2 separate regions of the Macaca mulatta genome follow, and region 1 is linked to region 2. Evidence: chromatin contacts called from public Hi-C data. All regions are on one chromosome and are shown on one strand. Each heading gives the region's core, a stretch centred on a gene start, on an enhancer-like site or on the middle of the called end of the contact. The rest is flanking DNA. Distances are from core to core; before and after follow the strand shown.

Region 1 (6,057 bases), core at 2,277-4,776, 350 kb after region 2:
AGGTAGTGGTGCTTCTGTGCGTTGTGACCAACATGGCAGCTGTCACACTGACTCGTCACTCTAGTCAGTGGGACTAAGGTGTAAGACTTTCTCCTAGAGAAGTGGCTCCTGCTAGCTCTAGGGACTCTCATGACAAAGAGAGCAGAGGGGAAAAGCAGTTCATAGACTATGATGTGGGTCCAGCCCTAAGATTAAGAAGGTTTACAAGGCCGGGCACGGTGACTTATGCCTGTAATCCCAACACTTTGGGAGGCCAAGGCAGGCGGATCACAAGATCAGGAGTTCGAGAGCAGCCTGGCCAATGTGGTAAAACCCTGTCTCTACTAAAAATACAAAAATTAGCCAGGCATGGTGGCATGTGCCTGTAGTCCCAGCTACTTGGGAGGCTGAGGCAGAAGAATTGCTTGAGCCCAGGAGGCGGAGGTTGCGGTGAGCCAAGATCATGCCGCTATACTCCAGCCTGGGTGACACAGCAAGACTCCATCTCAAAAAAAAAAAAAAAAAAAAGAAAAAAAAAGAAAAGAAAAGAAAAGAAATTTAAAAAAAGAAAAAGAAAAAGAAAAAAAAAGAAAGAAGGCTTATGAAAATGGACACTTACTGAGGCCTTCAGGGAGGGTGAGGAGAGCTAGGAGGAAGCATCCTTGGGCCAGGCTGTGGGAAGGAGCGAAGGGCACAGGTAGGAATTAGGCAGTCCCTATGTAGTGCAGGACCTAAAAGGAAGGTAGACACATCACCTAGGAAAGCTCTAGTTTGGAGATGCCCCAAACTCTTACAAATGGGGTGTGAGGCATATGATTCACCCCTCCCCCGCTCCACCTCATGTCCCACCTTCAGCTGGGTCCTGAAGACTAGTCCCCAGAAAAGCAGGAGATGCTATGGTGTTGAAGAAAGCACAGGACCAGTAGGCCGTGGCTTTAATGATGGATTGTATGTGAGCCTGGTACCTTCTCTAAGTCTCAGTTGCTTCATCAGGGCACACTCTGACATGCCTCAACCACTTCCTAGGATTGTAGTGAAGGTCAACTCATAATGATGATGATAGCTATTCTTTTTAGATCACTTCCTATGTGTCAGAGATTATGCTAAACACTTTACCATATTTTATCAATACTAACAACATCTCTATGACATAGAACTATTATTAGCTGCATTTTACAAGATGAGTAAATTGAGGTTTAGCGAGGTAAAGTATCTGCCCAAAGTCCAATGCTATCAAGTGAGCTGATGGAGCTGACAGAGGCGGCATTTCGTCTGTGGAGGCAGCATTCTGGTTCCCTGATCTGTATATTTAGCTGTGTGGCTGACTTTACTGTCTAGGAGTGAAGCAACCACAGGTCCCCTCTGGGACCCCTGGCCTCGCAGCCACAGTGGCAGCACTTAGCGAAGAATAAGGAAAGACACCTCTTTCCCCCTTGGCTTCAGAGATGTGCTCCTGAGGAGTTGGCTTTCCCTTCCTAACTGCAGGGGTTGGTGACTGTACTGGGTTGAATAGTGTCCACCCAAAATTCGTATCTACCAGGAACCTGTGAATGTAATCTTACTTGGAAGGAGGATCTTAGCAGATGTAACCAATTAAGATCATTTGCACTCATACTGGATTAGGGTGGGCCCTAATCCAACGACTGGTATCCTTATAAGAAGAGAGAAACGTGGACTGAGATGTAGACGTAGAGGGAAGATAACCATGTGAAGACATGGGGTTATGCTTCCGCAAACCAAACAACACCAAGGATCCTGGGAACCACCAGAAGCTAGAAGAGGCAAGGAAGGATTCTTCCTAGAGCATTCAGAGAGCACATGGCCCTGCCAACACCATGGTTTCAGATTTCTAGCCTCCAGAACAGTGAGAGAATACATTTGTTATTTTAAGCTACCCAGTTTGGTAGTAGGAAACTAACACAGTAACCTAGCACTGTGTGCACCACAGCTGGGTGGACAGAGCATGGATTGGAAACCACCTAGATGGACTAGGTGGGGTGAGCCTATTTGTGGCAGATGAGGGAGAGGAGAATAAGTTATTTACTCATTCAGCTACACTGACCAACTTGTAGACAATGCCTCCCCATGACTTTATGTGATTGTGTGTACACTGTGTCTGGCGAGTGTGTTTTCAGCTTTATCTTTTCCGGATATGATAATGGGAGTTCTTCACGTTGGTGAAACTTAGAAGGTGAGAATTCCATATAATAAATTGTTCCCCCTACCTCTAGCTGTCCTTACCACCCCTAGATCTCAGATGGTGAAACTGTGCTTAAAGAGGTTCAAACCTTGCCCAAGTTTTCAGTTAGTAAGAAGCAGAATTCAGATCCAGAATTATCTGACTGCAAAAATTCTGCCCTTTCCATTATATCAAGTTCTTTCTCAAGCTAAAGAAACTGACCTCTTTTCGGAAAGATATGGAGTGATTTGTTTACTTTCTTAAGCATTTTTTCTAGATTTGAAAGTAACATTTATTTGAAAAATATTTAAAAATTATTGAAATGGTAAAATAAAAAGTTAAAAAAAAATGGCAATAACTACTGTTACTATTGGGTAAATATCCTTCCAGTCTTTTTTTCCTATAAATACATATTATCAATACAATTTGAATAATGCTGTGAACAGTTTTGCATTTTGTTTTAATTTAACATTATCTTGTAAGCATTTTCTCATGTCATAAGTTTTTGTAGACAGGATTTAAAATTACTAAATAATGTTTCATCATATGGATGGGCCATAATTTAACATTTTCTATTATTGTCTACTTAGTTTCCACCTTTTTACAATAATAAATATACAAGTTAACATTTTTAATAAACATCTGTCCTCTTATTATTTCTTGAAGACAGGGGATCATACTGGGTAAATGGATATGAATATTCTAAGGCATTTGATGCATAATGACAATTGTTTACCAAAAGGGTTCTACCTACCCGCCCAGTCAGAGTGCCTGACACGGCACCCTTACCCATACTGTCATCAGTAAAGATCTTTGCTGTGTTCTGAAAAGGAGCATGCTGCAATTCCATCACACAGGCTACCGCGTCCAGAGGATAGCAGGGGGCAAAACCAAGCAGGGAAACCAGTTAGGAGACCGTGGCGATTATCCCAGGGGACGCGCTGGGGGCTTGCGGCTAGGCGCAGGGATGGAGGAACTGGAACACGCACGGGATTCGTAGAATATTCGACAGGGGCGGGGGATCGACTCTGATAAGATAATCCTGCGTTGCGTGGGGTGCAGGAGAGGGAGGAGACTGCACGTTCGGCTCCGGCCTCCTCCGCGCCGGGCTCGGCACCGATCCGCGAGGTTGGCCGAGGCGTGAGCCCCGCCCACCCCTTTAACAGGGACACTCCCCTTTAAGGCGGGCGCCCGCGCGCGCCCCGGCCCCGCCCTTCGGGGGCGCGCGCGGCGGCCGCGGCGCCGGCTCCGCCGGGAGTGCACGTGCCGGCGCCGGGCGGAGGAGAGGGAGGCGGGAGCCGGGCAGCAGGAGGAGGGGAGGCGCCGGGGGCGCGCGCGCGCGCTGGGCGCTGCTGGGCTGCGGCGGCGGCGGCGGCGGCGGCGGTTACTATGGCGGAGTCGGCCAGAGCCTCCTCCTTCTTCCCCCTTGTTGTCCTCCTGCTCGCCGGCAGCGGCGGGTCCGGGCCCCGGGGAATCCAGGGTGAGTCCTGGGGCGGGGGGCGGGGGCCGGGATGGAGAGGGCTGGGCGAGGGCGAGGCCTCGAGCCGCGGCCGCTGGGCTACAGCGCGCCCCCTCCCCACGCGCACAATATGGCCGGGTGGGGGGCGCGGAGGAGTCGGGGTGACCCCCAGTCAGCTTCCCAGACCTCGGAGGCGCGGCTGCCCTTCGGCGGCGGAGCTCACGCCGGGCCCCTTGGGACCCGAGCCCTGTTCCAGGCGGAACTGGATTCGGGCAGCTCTCGGGGGTCGCGCTCCCAGCGCCCTCATGTTCCATAGAGGGGAGCCCGAGCTTCCAGCCTCAAGATTTGGAGGTCCATGGTTTCTGTCCTTCACCGTGTCCAGGGGCGGGGGGCTTTCTTCCCTCCCTCCAGATGCTCCTGGGGGGCATCTTTCTCCCGCCAAGATTGTGGGGTTCGGGCGGTGGGGTCTTAGCCTCTCCGAGGGATCCTGATGTTGAGAGCCCGCGCACCTCGAGACTGTAGGGGAAGGGGTCTCTAACCTTTCCTTCAGGTCCTGCACTTGGCGTGTTTCTTCCCCTCCCTCTCCTGCCTCCCTAATGTTCTGGGAAAGGGAGTCACATTTCCCCTTCACTCAATCCCTTGAGTTCAGTGGGGCAATCCCCCCCTCCGCCCTCCGGCACACATGCCCCGTGGAGGCTATTTGGAGGAAGTGGGACGAACAGGCCCCTAAACCTTTTTGGAGCCTAGCTTTGGAATCCCTAACCCTATGGAACCGAGTTCCCCAAGGGTTGATCTGAATCTAGGTGTATTTGCTTTCCTCCTCGCTTCCCCTACCCTACCCCGGGGGGCCCATTCAGTTAATCACTTTGTGGATGCCTTTCAGGTGAAATCTTAGAACGTGTCTCCAACCCCCCAAGATTATTTAAAGATCCCACCACCGGACTGTATCCCCGGCCCTTGGTCAGTACTTATTTACCTTCCTACACGATGCCTCTTCCCAGCCCGCCCACCCTCACACACCCCTTACCTTCCAATCCCCACAGTCTGCGGCTCGCCTTATACCACCCCCACTCTCCCCTCTGTAGAAGCGGGTACCTTTTTGCGGGACACTCCGCTGGCTGTGTTGTTTTTGAGGCTTTGGGGGCTGAGAAGAGCAGATGAAACCCTAAAATATTTCATTTAAGAGAGTCCTGGCGAATGTGTTTTGGTCTTGAGGTAGTAGATGAAGGTTATATTTGGCAGTTATATTGAAGCGATTATTGACCCACAGATGGATCTGGGAGAGATGATCAGGATTGTATTCGCTCCCAATGTACAAAGCCTGCTGCTTTGACTTCTCAGCAGCCCCTAACCTTCCAGCAATGGGAGATCAAGTGTGTTCTGTGGCTCTCTTCTCCCCTAAAAATAATGATTCTCAGGTGGGTTCAGTCGTCTTTAATAAACCAGACAGTCAAGAAAAGACACCATGCCACTTTGGAGTCTCAAAAACAAGTTCATTATCTCCGGCTTTGATATTTGTTCCCAGTGGTGGAGCCTGTGCAGCGGGGTCTTTGTTCACGGGCTAATGCTTCTGCTAAGCACCTCGTGTGTGTTCTTCGGCCTCACTGCTCTGTGGCTGAGGGGTTTGAGAAACATGGTGAAGGTGTATGAACCGAGCTTGACATTTGTGGTGAGATAATGATTTGCATGAATAAGGATGTTCATCGGGCCTTATTAAGGACCGTTTTTTGGAATGTGTAACATAATGTTCTCTACTGGGGTAGAAAAAAAAAAGGGGGAGATTGAACCTCTAGGTTTGCCATGTTATTTGTGTATGTATAAATCTTTAAATTCCTCGTATAGGAATTTTTATCCTGCCCCTTATCCAGGATTTTTAACAGTCATTTCCCTGCTGATTTGATGTAGTGTTTGTGGGGTTTTTCTGGTTGTGAGCCTAGTTAAGAATGTTTGATAATCCAATTGGTTCTGATTGGGGCAGAGTTCATTTTTTTGTAATCTTCCTAAAATGGATGTTTGTGGGGGTTAAGGTGGGTGGGTAAAATAGGGAGTTCGTTTCTTTTTTTGGTAAATTGGAAATTAGGTTGTGTGTCCAGCAAACATTCTCCAGGGCCTTTAAACTTCTTGGCCAGACACTACAGTTTTTTCCGGGACACGTCTAGTTGCCAGTAGTGCATGCTATGGAGACCACTGCTGCAAAAGGCTTAAAGTAAAACGTCAGTTCTGGGAAAATAGAGGCTGTGGGATAACAAGAAGTTGATTTTTTTCCCCTCCCCTGCATTTCCTATATAGTGCTCCCCTATGTGGGCTGGAGGAGTGACAGAGCCAGGCAGCTCTGATGCCTGAAGATGCCTGGTACTTGGACATGATGTGAGGGCAGTAAGGGATAGGCATTTCTATTAATGAATTAACTAGGACTTAGTAAAAGGCCAGTGATAAGGAG
Region 2 (5,404 bases), core at 2,562-5,061:
ACAGACCAATGCACTTCATAACATAATTGCGCTAATTCTTAACAAAATGTTAGCAAACCAAAGCCAACAATATATAAAAAAGAATAAGTCATGATCAATACATTACCCTAGGAATGTGAGTTTAGTTTAACACTTGAAAATTCACCACTATATATACGACTAAAAAGAAAAAAACATATGCAGAAAAAGCGTTGACAAAATTCAACATCCATTATTGATAAAACCCCTCAGCCAAATAGGAATAGAAGATTCCTTCCTCAACACGACAAAGGGTATTTAGAAAAAGCCTACAGTCAACATCATGTTTAAAGGCCAAAGATTGAACGTTTTCCCCCAAGATGAGGAACTAAACAAAGATGTCTGCTCTTACCACTTCTATTCAACATTGTACTAGAGGTTCTAGCCAGTGCATAAAGGCAAGGAAAACAACAACAACATCTAGATTGGAAAGGAAGAAGTAAAACTGTGTATTTGCAGATTGTATGTTTATCAGTAGAAAATCTAAAGGAATCTACAAAAAGCTCTACTAAAGGTATTAAATGAATTTAGCAAAGTTTCAAGACACATGATTAATATATAAAAATTAATTATATTTCTATACAATGCCAATGAATAATCAGAAATTGCCATATAAAAATAGTATTCAATAACATCAAAAATAGGAAATATTTAGGAATAAATTCCAGAAAGGTGAGCAAGACCCATATTTTGAAAACTATAAAATATTGAAATTAAAAAGGACTAAAGTGTCCATGGAATGAAAAATTTGATTTTGTTATGATATAAGTTCTTCCCAAGTTGATCTATAGATTCAATGCAATGTTGATCAAAATGTCAGTGGATTTTTGTTGAAATTTGACAACGTGATTCAAAATTCATACGGAAATGCAAAAAACCTAGACTAGCAAGATCAGTACTGAAAAAGAAGGGCAAAGTCAAGGGCTGAAACTACCTGATTTCAAGATTTATTATAAAGGGAGAGTAATCCAGACAGCGTGGTATTAGTGCCAAGACAGACAAATATATCAATGAAACAGAAGGAGAGTTTAGAACTAGATTCTTACATACTTGAGTAAATGATTTTTTGCAAAGGTGCAAGGGTAATCAGTGGAGACAGGATACTGTTTTCAACAAATAGTATGGGGACAACTATATATCTAAGCAACAAAACAACAAAAGAACTTCAAACTACATTTCATACCACATACAAAAATCAATTCAAAATGGATGATAAACCTAAATGTAAACTCTAGAACTATAACATTTCTAGAAGGCAACATAGGAAAAAATATTTGAGGCCTTGTGTCGGGCAAAACTTATTAGATATGACACTAAAAGCATGATCCATAGAAGAAAAATAATAAATTTAACTTCATAAAAATTAAGAAGGTCTTTTTTTTTTTTTTTTTTTAAGAGACAGGTTCTGGCTATGTTGCCCAGGCTTGAGTGCAGCAGCTATTCACAGGCCCGATTATAACACATTATAGCCTCCAACTTCTGGCCTCAGGAGATTCTCTTGCCTGAGCCTCCTGAGTAGCTAGGACTACAAGTGTGCACCAGGGCACCTGGCTGAAGAAACTCTGCTTTTGGAAAAACACTGTTAAGAGAGTAAAAAGAATAAAAAGATAAGCCTAAACTGGGAAACAATATTTGCCAATCACATATCTGATGGATTTGTATCCACAATATATAAACAACTCTTTAATTTTTTTTAAAGAAATTTAGAATCAGAGTCTCCTGTGTTGTCCATGCTGGACTTGAAATCCTAGGTTTAAGCAATTATTCCTGCTCAGTGTCCAGAGTAGCTGGGACAGCAGGCGTGCGTCACTGGGCCCAGCCAGGATATATAAACAACTCTAAAACTTAATTAACATGAAAAAAATTTTTTTAAAAATACACTAAAGACTTGAAGAGACACTTCGCCGGAGGATTTAGTGATGACAAATCCATGAAAAGATGTTCAATATCTTTAGTCACTAGTGAAATGGAAGACAAACCCACAGTGAGATAAAACTACACACCTATTTAAACAGTTAAAATTAATCACCCCAAATGTTGATGAGGATGTAGAACAACTGAAATTCACATGCTGCTAGTAGGAATGGAAAGACATAACCACTTTGGAAGGCAGTTTGGCCCTTTCTTAATAGGTTAAATATACAACTAAAACAGGACTCAGTTATTCCATTCCTAGATACTTATACCCATGAGAAACAAAAGCATATATATCTATACAAAGACCTGCACACGAATGCTCCTAACAGCTTTGTTCGTAATAGGCAAACACTGGAAATAACCTAAATGTCATCAACAGGTGATTGAATAAACACACTGTGGTGTATCCCCATAAAGAATACTACTAAGCAGTAAAAAGGAACTCTTGATAGGCAACGACTGAATAATCTCAAAACGATTATGCCGAGTGGAAGAAGCCATACAAAAAAGAGAGTTTGTACTGTATGATTCCATTTATTTAAAATTCCAGAAAATGCAAACCAATGTACAGTAATAGAAAGAAGATCAGTGGTTGCCTGGAGAGGGTGTGTGGGGGCGAGCGATGCAGGGAGTGATTACAAAGAAGCACACGGAGAAATTTTTGGAGGTGATGGGTGTGTTCATTACCTTGGTGGTGATGGTTTCATGAATGTACACATATGTCAAAATTGTACAATCTAAACACATGCAAATATACTCCAGTAAAGCTAATTTTAAATGTATTGTAGAGGGCACATTATGTGATAAGCATACCGTGTGCCAGGCTGTGTTAGCAATGTGTGAAGTGCATTCTCCCCGTTAATACAAACAAGAAGTTTATCAGGTTGCTACTGTGATTGTTTCCTTTTACAGACGAGAACACTGAGGTCTGGAGAGGTTGTTACACCCTCTTTCCCTCTTGTGATTGGTGGTAGGAAAATATTAAGTAGAGGAGCAGCACAGTAAAGTGCAAAGAGCTCTGGCACTCCTTACCTAGATTCTGGAGTGAGGGTGGAGTGAGTGGTTGAAACGCTCATGCCTACTTTATAGATGGACAGACTGAGGATCGGAAAGACTGAGGTGGCCTGGGGGCTGTCAGGGAGGCAGCGCCTCCCCGCTCCTAGCAATAGGTCCCTGTGGGCTGAAACACGAGCCTCCACCTGCCGCTGATTGACTTGATTTTTTCAGTGGGCCCAAGATCCTGTAAATTGAGTTCCCTGTGCTTTTGGATGTCAGAAACTTCACTGAGAGCGGCACTGCTGCGGGGCAGGAGAAAGGTAAGACTTGGCACTGACGTGGGCCACGGAGCACGCGAGTCACCACGACAGCTTTCGGGTCTTGCCGCCCGGCGCTGGCCGGGAGCCAGCCGGCGTCTCGCGGCGGGTCCCGGCCCTCAGCCCGCGGCCCCTCCCGGCGGCTCGGCGGGGGTGTCGCGGAGGCGGACCCGGGGACGCTCGCTGGCGCTCCCGGGCGGCGCCCCCTGCCGGCGCCCTGCTCCCTCTTGCCCCTGATCAGCTCCCGGCGGCGCGGGGACGCGGGCCTGAGAGCCAGCGGGCGGGCGGCGCGCTGCGGGCGAGCGGGCGAGCGGGCGCGCCCTGCAGGGGTAGGTGGGCCGCGGGGGCGCGGGCGGGCGGGCGCGAAGCACGGGGGCGGGGGCGGGGGCGGGGGCGGTGGCGCGTGCGGGCGGGGGCCGGCCCGGGCAGGGGGAGCGCGCGGAGGGGTCGGCGCGGGGGCGGGGCGGGCGGGGGGCCCGGCGAGCGGGGCGCGCGCGCGGTGGCGCGCGGCGGGCGCGAGTCATCAATTATGCAAGGAGTCGGGCGGCGCGGGGGGCGGGCGCGGGGAGCGCTCCAAGATGGCGCCCACCGCAGTCCCGCCCGCCGCAGCCTCGGCACCTTTGCAGTCCGGCCGCGCCTCCCGGGCCCCGCGTTAGGGCCGCCGCTGCCTCCCTCGCCGCCGCCGCTGCCGTAAGTCGCCCCAGAGCCCCCGCCCTGGCGCTGCTTCCTGCCCTCCGGGTTTCCCTTCTCACCTCGGGACCCTTGAGCGGGGCTCGCCCATCTCCAGTCAGGGGCTTTGCCGCAGAGTGCGCGGCGGGGCTTGACGGGCCGTGGAGCTGGGGTTCTGCTCTCCTTGTTTTGGACGGGTGTTTGGAAGTCTTGCTTCCTTCTACCGTGTGTACCGGGGGTCTCTTAGGACAACTGAGGACCACCAGTCCCCACCCCGGACACCCTGCTCTCTCCGTCTCGGCTACAGTGAGGGACACGGCCCGTCCTTGGTGCCCCTTCCGCGGTGCAGCCCCCCACCCTCCCCCAGTGCTGGGGCAGAGTTGGGGCCCCTAGCCGGCTTGCACTGGGAAGGGCAGCGCTGTCGGGATCTTCCTACAGCTGCCCCTCAGCTCTACCCCTCCCCCATGTCTTACTGCATCCTTCTCCCTCACCCGGCTTCACATTGCTAAAAACTGCAGAAGCCAAGGGCTCCTGGGTTCTTCCGGCAGCCAGCGCTCCCGACTCCCTCTGTCCTTTACTCGGATGCATTCGTCCCCCTCCCAACAGGGTGCTCTGGGATTGTGATGGGGGCTCCCGGGACCTTCCTCGGCAGGCTAGGATCCCTGCATTTGGAAGCACATCACTTTGAGAATATCGCCTTCCCCCATCCCACCCCCACCCCCACCCCTATGCCACCCGATGCAGAGCTTGTTCCTCTCCTCTCCCTCCCCCACCTTACCATCAGCAGCAGCACCCTTGGCTTCTTGTTAGCGTTGGGGTACAGGACTGTTTGCCCAGCTCCGTGGGCTTGGACCCTCCTTTCTAGTTCTCACTTGGTACCTTGGGGCACCGCAAAGCCTCTGCAATTTCTCCTGAGAGCTCAGCTCTATCCCTTCCGTTGCCAGCAGCAACCACCAGTGGAGACTTGGCTAACTTTCCCGGGGTTAGCCAGGACTGTCAGACCCTTTCAGGGGCCCCAGCTTCGAATTGGGATGGAATGGGAACCATTTTTCAGCCCGATAAATAGGATTCTTCAAACCATGCATTGCATCCAACTACTCCGCCCTATGCCCTCTTCCTCACTTACACTGCAGTTTTTGAAGCATGGGGGAATACATTTTATGTGCGGAGATTCCAAGATTCTGCATCAGCGTTCATAATAAATGGATGTCATCTGTTTGGGGGGAGGGTAGAAGAAACTTTGGATTGCATCTGGCTAAATTCAGGGGGAGGGAGAAATAATTAGCATGGAGCAAGCTCTGCCACACAAGGAAAACTGCTTTTCATGCACAGTGGGCACCGGAGAATCAGGGATGGAAGCAGGAAGTGTGGGTGGGGGCTTTGGGGGTAAAGGGGGAGAGTGCTTTTTATAACTGTTTTCTCAAGTTTGAACCTGGAGAGCCTTTAGAGAGAGGTAGCAGTGTGTTAGGGCTGGGGGATGTTTTAGC

What was found. Hi-C and Micro-C count contacts between places; a contact is called where the count stands out from the background.
Region 1: a Hi-C map of fetal cortex germinal zone shows a contact between it and region 2, with 4 times the contacts expected there. The contact joins the promoter of ACVR1B here to the promoter of SCN8A in region 2. A contact is called at or near these places in 2 of 14 Hi-C or Micro-C datasets (fetal cortex germinal zone and fetal cortical plate).

What each region holds. Positions count from the first base shown.
Region 1 is chr11:59,129,767-59,135,823 of T2T-MMU8v2.0, forward strand. It overlaps ACVR1B (activin A receptor type 1B), which reads left to right and starts at 3,527. Exons shown (of 9, transcript NM_001265630.1): 1 at 3,527-3,638. The coding sequence starts at 3,548.
Region 2 is chr11:58,777,678-58,783,081 of T2T-MMU8v2.0, forward strand. It overlaps SCN8A (sodium voltage-gated channel alpha subunit 8), which reads left to right and starts at 3,812. Exons shown (of 26, transcript XM_077954281.1): 1 at 3,812-3,938.